3 separate regions of the Sus scrofa genome follow, and regions 1 and 3 are each linked to region 2. Evidence: chromatin contacts called from public Hi-C and HiChIP or PLAC-seq data. All regions are on one chromosome and are shown on one strand. Each heading gives the region's core, a stretch centred on a gene start, on an enhancer-like site or on the middle of the called end of the contact. The rest is flanking DNA. Distances are from core to core; before and after follow the strand shown.

What was found. A called contact is a pair of places that touch in the nucleus more often than the background predicts. HiChIP or PLAC-seq counts read pairs in DNA pulled down with a chosen protein or histone mark.
Region 1: a contact with region 2 is called in an H3K27ac HiChIP or PLAC-seq map of alveolar macrophages. The contact joins the enhancer-like site here to the promoter of MYO10 in region 2. A contact is called at or near these places in 2 of 5 promoter capture datasets (both in liver), 12 of 47 Hi-C or Micro-C datasets (alveolar macrophages, embryonic fibroblasts, epiblast stem cells and 7 more) and 2 of 2 datasets of contacts at active chromatin or transcription factors (alveolar macrophages and skeletal muscle).
Region 3: a Hi-C map of liver shows a contact between it and region 2, with 2.0 times the contacts expected there. The contact joins the enhancer-like site here to the promoter of MYO10 in region 2. A contact is called at or near these places in 2 of 5 promoter capture datasets (fetal liver and liver), 11 of 47 Hi-C or Micro-C datasets (alveolar macrophages, embryonic fibroblasts, epiblast stem cells and 5 more) and 1 of 2 datasets of contacts at active chromatin or transcription factors (skeletal muscle).

What each region holds. Positions count from the first base shown.
Region 1 is chr16:6,283,692-6,286,980 of Sscrofa11.1, reverse strand. No RefSeq gene overlaps it. Among named protein-coding and RNA genes, the nearest start is that of BASP1, 99 kb to the left of the region's middle. Within about 2 kb of position 1,325, at least 9 of the 83 cell types and tissues checked have an H3K27ac peak or open chromatin away from gene starts, as enhancers often do. A contact at or near this core is called in alveolar macrophages and embryonic fibroblasts, where this site is marked.
Region 2 is chr16:6,144,170-6,147,467 of Sscrofa11.1, reverse strand. MYO10 (unconventional myosin-X) reads left to right here and starts at 1,983. Exons shown (of 41, transcript XM_005672397.3): 1 at 1,983-2,522. The coding sequence starts at 2,502.
Region 3 is chr16:6,359,481-6,363,127 of Sscrofa11.1, reverse strand. No RefSeq gene overlaps it. Among named protein-coding and RNA genes, the nearest start is that of BASP1, 23 kb to the left of the region's middle. Within about 2 kb of position 1,852, at least 2 of the 83 cell types and tissues checked have an H3K27ac peak or open chromatin away from gene starts, as enhancers often do. A contact at or near this core is called in liver, where this site is marked.

The DNA of each region.
Region 1 (3,289 bases), core at 76-2,575, 140 kb before region 2:
ACTAGGAACCATGAGGTTGCGGGTTCAGTCCCTGGCCTTGCTCAGTGGGTTAAGAATCCGGCATTGCCTTGAGCTGTGGTGTAGGTTGCAGACGCGGCTCGGATCCCGAGTTGCTGTGGCTCTGGTGTAGGCCAGCAGCTACAGATTCAGCCCCTAGCCTGGGAACCTCCATATGCCTCAGGAGCGGCCCTAGAAAAGGCAAAAAGACCAAAAAAAAAATTTTTTTTAATTGAAGTACAGTTTTTTGTTTGTTTGTTTGTTTGAAGTATAATTAACTTACAGTGTTGTTTCAGGTATACAGCAAAGTGATGCAGTTATACACACACACACACACACGTATATTCTTCAGGTTCTTTTCCATTATAGGTTATTACAAGCTATTGAGTATAGTTCCTTGGGCTCTACAGTACATCCTGTTTGTCTGTTTGTTTTTTGTTTGTTTGGCAGCACCTGTGGGTATAGGGAAGTTCCTGATCCAGGGATGGAACCTGCACCTCAGCAGTGACAATGCCGGACCCTTAACCTGCTGAGCCACAGAGGAACTCCCGATCTGTTTTATATTTAGTAGTGTGCCTATGTTAATCCCAAACTCCTAATTTATCTCCCCCCACCCCAAGTTTTAACTTTTCTGTGTCTCAGTTTCCTCATTTGTAAAGTGTGAACATATAACACAACATTTCTGATAATTTGGAGGGTAAATGGCTGGATATGTGTGTCATGGGTGGTACCTGGAGCAGTGTTTTGTGCAGAGCAAGCACACTTAAGCATTGGCTTTTATTATTTCCATTGCTGGCAGGTGTAGCAGCCCCGAAGTGGGACCTCTAGCACCAAACAGAGACCTGGGCACATCCCTGTAAGATAAGGTAAGCAAAGCTGAAGGTGCTAGAAGTGGCCTGGCAGCCAGTTTGGATTAATATCAGCTTCATCATTTTGCACATGGTGAAACCAGGGGCATGCGTGATCTCATTTTCGGTCTTATCTCTGACTTTACTGGCCTCCAAAGCAAATATTTAATGTTGGTTTATAGCTGACACTAACAACTTCCATTAAGTATTAGCTAAAGGCAAGAAAACCAAAATCTTCTCATCAGAAGAGGTGATTAGGTTACAACCAACAAAAATTACACCCGAAGTTAACAATTGTACAGAGTGAAAATACAGCATGGGAATATGGGCTAATTCTCACGAAATCCTTGCTCACCTAGCCGTTTGGTTAAATAAAGCACAGGCAACAGGAAACTGCATCTTTCCTGTGGCCCCAGGGAGCTCATCCATCACCTCGTCACCTCCTGCTGTCTCTGACTATTCTCCTTCAACAAGCCATCAACTTGGACCCACAGGCTGGACTTTGCTGACTCACCAGGCTGTGGACTTCCCTGGAGGGAGCCTCCCAGCGGAATCACCTCATGCTTTTCTGGGGCTCCTTTCCTCTCCCCTCCGCTCCCCCACAGAACCCACCCTACTGCTGACTAAGGGAGCCTTTGCCAAGGTGCCAGGCGCGGTCAGCTGATGATTACAACATCTTTCATACAGAACATGTCTGGGCCCACAGATCTACAGCTCCAGCATTTCAGAGTTGGAAACTTTTCCGTCAAGGCAAAGGCTGGAATAACCCAAACCAAGGCAATTTTAAAAATGTAGGAGTTCCCGATGGGGCTCAGGGGCTTATGAACCTGACTAGTACCCATGAGGATGTGGGTTTGATCCCTGGCCTCGCTCAGTGGGTTAAGGATCCAGTGTTGCCACAAGCCATGGACACAGCCTGGATTCAGTGTTGATGTGGCTGTGGTGTAGGCAGGCAGCTGCAGCTCTGATTCAACCATTAGCCTGGGATCTTGCAAATGCCACGGGCGCAGCCCTAAAAAGACAATAAATAAATAAATAAATAAATAAGCAATTCTCTATCCTTCACCTCTCTCTCAAGATTCTGTCTATGCCTCTCATTTCTTTCTCTGCCTTCCATTCCCTCTTTTCCCCTCTAGGAATTTTTTTTTTTTTGGGTTGTGGTTGTCGTTTTCTTTTTTCTTTCATTTTTTTTCCCCCACCAGTCTGGGTGAATGTAATTCTGTTCTCATTTCCTGTTTCCTCACTAAGGGGATGATGCTATGTGAACACTTAGCCAGAATGTGACGGAAAGGCAGAAAGAAGCAGGAGGAATCAGATTTTTTAAGGGAGGCTGCCCACCCTGAGAACACTGTTTTGGAGAGTTCTGCCCTCTGTTCACCTGATGCTCACAGACACAGGAACATGAGTCATTAATGAGACACAGTTGCCACCCGCCTTTCTCCTCCAAGCTATCCTTTAAAAAAAAAAAAAAAAGAGGAAATGGCCTCTGACACTGGAATATATGAACAAGAGTTCCCCACATGGCACAAAGCATGAGAACTTCTGCCACAGATTTCCGCAGCGGTTAGAGGATGCTGGTCTCATGTTTGGTTTTCAAACCTCAAATCTAAAGAAAAATGTCACTTGCAGTATGATTTGTAGGGAGCTGATTCCAAAGGGAAAACAAAAGCCAAATAATTCTACTGTTATGTGACTTCTGTGATTTTTAAAAATAATTACGATTTTTCAAAGGAATATTTGGCAACAAAGAGAAAATGAAAGCAAAAGAAGCTATAGCTGCCTTTAAAAAAGCATACAAAGCAATATTATGGAAGAAAAAGGATCAATTAGCCACACTGGTCAATAAAGCTGGAATGAGATGTAATTAAGCTTGTTCAAAGAAAAATTTGATTAAAGATTACTAAGAGCTCTCCAATTATGAGCAAAGGAAAAAAAGATTCTTAGGCAAGTCTGACAAAGGAGGTTCCAAACTTGTTAATTCCACAGATTGAAATGAGAAACCCAACAATTAGAGATGGTTAGAACCAAACAGCATCGTTTCTAAAATGGATAATTATGCTCCATTCTCTAGTTAAGGGATCTAGACCAGCACTAAAATCTTCAACTACGTTCTTTCCAGATGTCTCAGAACCACGTGACTGGATATGCACGACCAGCTCTTAACTCCCTCCACTGTGAGGGCAATTCATCAAGGCAAAAGGACCCTGGAGCGTTTCTTCTCCAAGCTTTGATACCTAAGCTGCCAAACAAGGTATACTAATGATTTGTTCAACATTCATAACCTCACCTTGTGAAAAATACCATTTTAGGCAAAACGAAAATAGGGAGGCTTAGAAATGATGAAAGCGTCTATAACTGTAAAACCCATCTATGGTCAAAACTATGTTTCAGGAGTTCCCATGGCAGCTCAGCAGGTTAAGAGCCCAACCTAGTGTCTGTGAGGA
Region 2 (3,298 bases), core at 734-3,233:
ATGGTTGGTCTTTATCCTGGGCTTCATCTTAACACTCTGACCCACCTGGCACACAATCATTAATGGCTTACTTGTGTAAAACTGTGAAACAGGGCAATCCCAAAGCACTGTATCAAAAATTAATCCACCTTGACCCTTTCCAAAGCAAAGTGGAGTGGACACAATGATATTAATGCTGAGATAGGTTACAAACACACTTAAATTTTCACAGGAGGTTTACAGAGAGATGCTTCATTCATTCATTCTCTGAGACAGGTTGGGGATACCAATTTGAAAGAACAGTCCCCCCCCCCTTTTTTTTTTCTTTTTAGGGCTGTACCTGTGGCCTATGGAAGTTCCCAGGCTAGGGGTCGACATGGTGCTGCTTCTGCCCACCTAAGCCACAGCCACAGCAGCACCAGATCCGAGGAGCATCTGTGACTCACACTGCAGTTTGCGGCAACAACAGATCCTTAATCCACTTACTGAGGCCAGTGACCAATCCCACATCCTCATGGATACTGCGAGGTTCTTAACCTGCTGAGCCACAGCAGGAGCTCCACAGTTTCCTCTCTTGAGCTTTGACTCTGCCAACTGAAGATGAGTAGGACACCAATAAAAACCCCTGGACATGATGTAGGTTTACCTCAATACGCCATAGTTTCTCCAGTAGCCTTAGGAATAAGCCACACCCAGTGGTTAGGTGGAGCTGGAATTATGATGAATGGCTGGGCATCTCTGGGCAAGCTTCCCCTTGAAGATGTGACTTTTCGACTTGAGTTTTAAAGGATGAGTAGCAGTTGGCAAATCCCCTAGAGAGAGCTTCTCAAACCATTTGTGGTGAAGAACCAGCCGTGTTTTTGTTTTTTTGTTTGTTTGTTTGTTTTTCCCCTCCCCAATCTGTCAAGTACCCATAGGACAACCCTGGAGTGCCAGGTATGACTTACTACGAGTCTGACAATACCCAAAATGGTTTGCACTCGGTTCAAAGCGTTCACCGATCACGTGCTTGTATATCAGCGGCATTTTGAAATTGCTACAAAAGTGTCTAAACCTTTGCTCTCAATTTCTCCCCTCATTACAGACAGGTTCCAAACAGTTTGCAAAACAGTACAAGGTTGGGTGTCCGAAAGCACCTGAAAGCCTGCTGAAAATGCAGCTTATGGATTCTCACCCCACAGAATTCCGACCTGCAGCTCAACAAGATTCGCAGGTGATTCCTGTGCACTCTAAAGTTTGAGGACCTGCCCTAGAGGAAACTAACACTCAGTACCGGGGCGGGGGGAAGGGTTGAGCCTTCATTCATCTCCCTTCCGTTTGGCTATCTGCTTCCTTTAGGTCCAGGAAAGGGTTACATTTTTAGGGTGCAATTGGCCACGTCCTCTTCCAATTTACAAAACTACATTTTCTGGCTCCAATGAAAAAGTCTTTTAACCTAACAGCAGGAGAGAAACTCCACACGGGAAGGCAGCTTCCAGAAATTCTGATTAGCCTCGGTTCTCCGCTTTGATTTGGCCCAACAGCCAGGGCAGCTTCGCGGACCACGCTTCCATTGCCTGGGTCGCTCATCTGCCGACGCATTAATGAGATCCGTGCTTAGCCGGTTCCAGGGTCTGCCAAAGATCAAAGGCACACAAAAAAGTCCCCCAACCCCTCCTCCTCGGTGACTATTTGGTCTCTATCACCAGAAGGAAGAGTCAACTCCCCCGCCCTCAACTAGGTGGGGAGGCTGGGAGGCGGAAGGGCGGGGATGTAAGGGGAGCCTATCAGGCCCCGCCTTCCCCGCCCGCCTCGGAGCCTGAGGCAGCCGGAGGAGCAGGGTGGGAGGGGACCCGGAGAAGATGGGGGCGGGGTGCGCCGCCGGGTGGGGCAGAACCCTGCGGAAGCGCGGGGAGGAGTGGGCTCCTGCAGGGGCGTGGCGTGGCGTGGCAGACCGGGCAGGGTGGGCGGGGCTCAGCGCTCGGTGGGGCGGGGCGAGGGGAGCGAGTGGGCGGGGCCGGACGAGCGGGCGGGGCTGGCCGTGCGCTCCTGTCCGCAAGTCTCCGTGCGGCTGTGAGCCGGTTGAGCCCTGGCGCCCGAATATTCACCGCTGCAGTGCTCGCGCGGGGAGAGCAACTCCGGGCTCGCTTTGTGGCCGCTGTTCCCCTGCCCGCCCCGAGCGCCTCCCGCCGGAGGGCAGAGGGAGGGGGCGCGCTCCCCAGCTCCCCGCCACCCTCCCCCAGCCGCGGGGGAAGAATGTGCCACCAGCTGTTCTCCGCTTGCTAGCGCAGCGCCCAGGAGTGAGGAACTTGGAGAAAGAGACAAAGGCTGCAGTTGGGACGAATGAGTTAGAGACTTGGGTTTGGGCAAACAAAAGGTGCGAAAGACAATAAGGGGAAAAAGCGATGGCAGTGGGGGAGCTCCGCGGGGTCAAGTTGCTGGGAATCGCGCCGTGACACGCATGGTTTCCCCGGACCTTCTGTTGGGCTGACTTCCTCGAGCTGGAAGCCGGACTCGGGCAAGTTGGGGAGCGCACGGGAACAATGGACAACTTCTTTCCCGAGGTGAGTGCGCTAGCGGCCGGGAGGGCGGACGCCGGCGTCCTGGCCCAGCTCGGGCTGCGTTCCGGGAGCCGGGCGCGGGCTCCCTTCCTGCCCAGACCTGGCCTCCGGGGAGGGAGGGATGTGCCCGCGGCGCAGCGCGCACACTTGCTACCGCGCGCGCTAAACCCGAGAGGGCGAAACTTTTTGGGAGTCGTCAGAAATCAACCCCCGGGGAGTCTCCGGCTGAGTAAGCCGAGGCAGGTTTTATTTTGTCCCGTGCTCTCAACTTGGCTCCGGTGAGCGAAGGTGAGCGTCCTTTTGCAGGAGTGGCCGGCTCCCCGGGTGTCCCAACGGCGCCCGGCGCTAGGTGAGGCGGCGGACGAGGGGCCTGGCCGGGAGGTCTGCATGCCCCACTTCCAGGGTGCCCAATAAAATATTCATCGGGGACGTGCCTTTCTCCAAGAAAGGGTCTGGTTTGGTATTTCCTTTGCAAAACGTGCCGGCTTCCTGTGAGAGGGGTGCAAACACTTCCAGTGGAGACGGCTTAATGAAGTGTGAGAAGGGGGAGGCGAGGGTTTAATCATTCACTGTGTTTTCTGCCTGTCGGACCTTTGGAGTCTAGGTTCTAATGCTCACCAAGAAGTGCTCTTTTTAGGATCTGAGATCATTCCGGACAGGGAGACAAAAAGAGTAGGAATTTGTGCGGACTGTTTTTGTAGATTTTAAATTCGAATGTAAAGAAAAGCGTTTAGAGCGAACATTGGTTATTTTTAAAGATTAAACTGATGTTCCTTTTA
Region 3 (3,647 bases), core at 603-3,102, 220 kb before region 2:
TCAAACGCTCTCCCTCACAGTTCATCTCTCCTTATGGTGGTAGAGCCTGTGTCCCAGTTTCAACAAAATCACGTGGCAGAAGAGCTCTCCAAACCACGCCAGAGAGTGTCAAAGTTCAGGGGCAAAATTCCCACAGCATCCCCAAAAGCCAGTCCCCAAACAGCTGCCAGTTCAGGATGAACTTTCCTCTGTTCCATGGTGAAATGAAAGACAAAGAAGAGCAACTCTGTGTGTGTGTGTACAAAACATATATATAAAACACATTTTCAGGAGTTCCCGTCGTGGCGCAGTGGTTAACGAATCTGACTAGGAACCATGAAGTTGCGGTTCCGTCCCTGACCTTGCTCAGTGGGTTAACGATCCGGCGTTGCCGTGAGCTGTGGTGTAGGTTGCAGACGCGGCTCGGATCCCGCGTTGCTGTGGCTCTGGTGTGGCCGGTGGCTACAGCTCCGATTGGACCCCTAGCCTGGGAACCTCCATATGCCGCCTGAGCGGCCCAAGAAATAGCAACAACAACAACAACAGCAACAGCAACAACAAAAACAAAAAACAAAAAAAAAACCCCCACATTTTCAGAGTTTCCATTATGGCTCAGTGGGTTAAGAGCACCGCATGGTGTCATGAGGATGCGGCCTCCATTAGTGGTTTAAGGTGTTGCCACAAGCTTTGGAATAGGTCACAGATGGGGCTTGGATCTGGTGTTGCTGCGGCTGTGATGTGGGCCTGCAGTTGCAGCTGCAGTTCGACCCCCAGTCTGGGAACATCCATATGCTGCAGCTATAATGGAAAAAATAAAAATCATTTAAAATTTTTAAAAAGTTCAGGAAAGAAAAAGAAAACCACATTTTCCCTGGCAAGAAATGGCTTTCTTTAATTGTCTTATCTTTTATATTTAATTGTTCTCTCTTTTGTGAACTAATGTGGATAGTAGTTGTTTAATGATTACTTTTAATGCTATTGGTTGGGGACTTTTTTTAATTAGCAATCTTTTTTAAAATCCTCCATTTATATATTTATTCATTTTGTCTTTTTAGGGCTGCACCCACAGCATATGGAGGTTCCTAGGGGTCTAATCGGAGCTGTAGCCACCAGCCTATGCCACAGCCACAGCAACGCAGGATCCAAGCTGCGCCTGCAACCTACACCACAGCTCACGGCAACACCAGATCCTTAACCCACTGAACGAGGCCAGGGATCGAACCCGCAACCTCATGGTTCCCAGAAGGATTCGTTTCCACTGTGCAACAGGAACTCCTAAGTCCTCCATAAAACTCTTTCCTTTTTGGCTTGTCAAATCTCGAAACCTGGGAATCTCTGCAATATCTCGAGTTTTTTTGTTTTGTTTTGTTCTTGTCTTTTTGCCTTTTCTGGAGCTGTTCCCTCGGCATATGGAGGTTCTCAGTCTAGGGGTCTTATCGGAGCTGTAGCCACCGGCCTACACCAGAGCCATAGCAACGCGGGATCCGAGCCACATCTGTGACCTACACCACAGCTCACAGCAACGGCAGATCCTTAGCCCACTGAGCAAGGCCAGGGGTCGAACCCGCAACTTCATGGTCCCCAGTTGGATTCGTTAACCACTGAGCCATGACGGGAACTCCCTCTCTGCAATATCTTTACAATTACTTCAGAGAAGCCTTGAAAACCACCCCCTCAGCCCCAAATCTGTTTCCGAGAACAAGAGAAACCTTACTTGAATCCCTTGACTTGCTGCCCACTGAGCAGCCTCCTCGAAGCTACAGAGCAAGGAAGTGAGGCCAAGGCCTTCACCGCCACCCCAAGGACAGGGGGCATGCAGGGCAGCTGGAGATCCGGGTCTGAGATGAATAAAATGGGATAAAGTCACAGGCAGAACACATTTATGCAAAGCAGCAAGAAAGTGGCCTTTATCTGGGACCTGCTGTTTCCGCCACACACACTTGTCACAAGTCTGGCAGAAAAGAGAGGTCAGATGCTGGCTGAATGAATTCATATCCTTATCCTGCTTTTAAAATTGTTTAGTCATGATAATCTCAGTTTTAAAACTTCACTATAGCTGTATTTTCACATTTCAGTTTTCTATAGACAGATATCATGTTACCAACCACAATTCAAAAGCCCTTATGCTCATTTCGTCTGTGACCATTTTATTATTCCTCCCTCCCCTCTCCCCTCTTTCCTTAAACAAGGAAAGGGAACACATTTGTAGAGAATTTCATGTGAACAATCAGAAGATTTATATATGCATAATGTGGTCATGTATTGAGGTGAAGTTTAGCTGGCAACCCCCCCCCCCGAAAAAAAACCCCACCAACTCACTTTGGAAAACGAATTTGCTAAAATGTATTCTTTTGTTTCTGTAAAGCAATCAACCCAGAGAACTTTGTTATCAAAGGAGCCACTAGGGGGCACTGCAGTCAAGGCGGACAAGAATGAACGCCGAACCTTTGATCAGCTTGGATAAATTCGAGTCACTTCATTAATGGTGTCAAAAGCGAATTGCCTTCGCAAAATAAGAAGCCACATTTTCACATTTTGTAAAAGGAAAAAAAAAATCCATTTTCTGGCAGCAGAAGCTAAAAAGTAGCTGACTCTTGGTATCCAGATTTGGCCCTGTACTAAGGTGAAAGTAGGTGAACTTGCATGGGAATGTGAACCAAGAGGTCAGGTCACAGAAGACAGGCCCGTCTTGCAATTGTCACACTGCACTTGCTCTGTTGACAGTGTCCTCCCCCCACCTCCCCCCTCGCCCCGGACCCCATCACCCCTGCTAGATAATCACAGGCAAGAAAATTTAGGGGACTTGGAGAAACTTTAAAGTTAGATTTAGGAGAAGTTATTTAATTTCATAATGCATCTGAGATCACCAGCTGCCTGCAGTTGAGGGAGGTCATGATCTCCAGGGGGACATGGTCCCCGGCCATAAAAAGTCAAGAGTGGCTTCTTTGTGACTACAGCAAATGGAGCCAAGACAAATGAAGTGGGGGGCCAGAGGCCAGACACGTGTGTTCTGACACTTTTTTTAAAAAGGACATGTGACTTTTTCATTAAACTAACTCCATATTTATTTAGTTAGTTAGTTATTTTTTAGGGCCACACCTGCGAATATGGAAGTTCCCAGGCTAGGGGTGGAATCAGAGCTGCAGCTGCCAGCCTACAGCACAGCCACAGCAATGGGGGATCCAAGCCGTGTCTGTGACCTACACCACAGCTCACGGCAAAGAGCCATGACGGAAACGCCGTGATTAATTTTAAGTGGGTCAGTGCTGGGAGTTCCCATTATGGCTCAGAGGTAGTGGACCCGATTAGTATCCATGAGGACTCGGGTTTGATCCCTAGATTTGCTCAGTGAATTAAGGATGCAGCATTGCCATGAGCTGTGGTGTAGGTCACAGACATGGCTTTGATCCCTCGTTGCTGTGGCTGAGGTATAGGCTGGCAGCTACAGCTCGGACTCCACCCCTAGCCTGGGAATTTCCATATGCCTCAGGTTCGGCACTAAAATAAAATAAAATAAAATAATCAGTGCTGTGGGTTGAATTATGTGTCCCTCCAAATATACTGAAGTCCTAATCCCTCCCCCTAACACATGTGAATATGACTTTATTTGGAAAGTTCTTTGCAGATGTGATCAAATTAAGCTGAGGTCATTAGGATGGACCCTAATC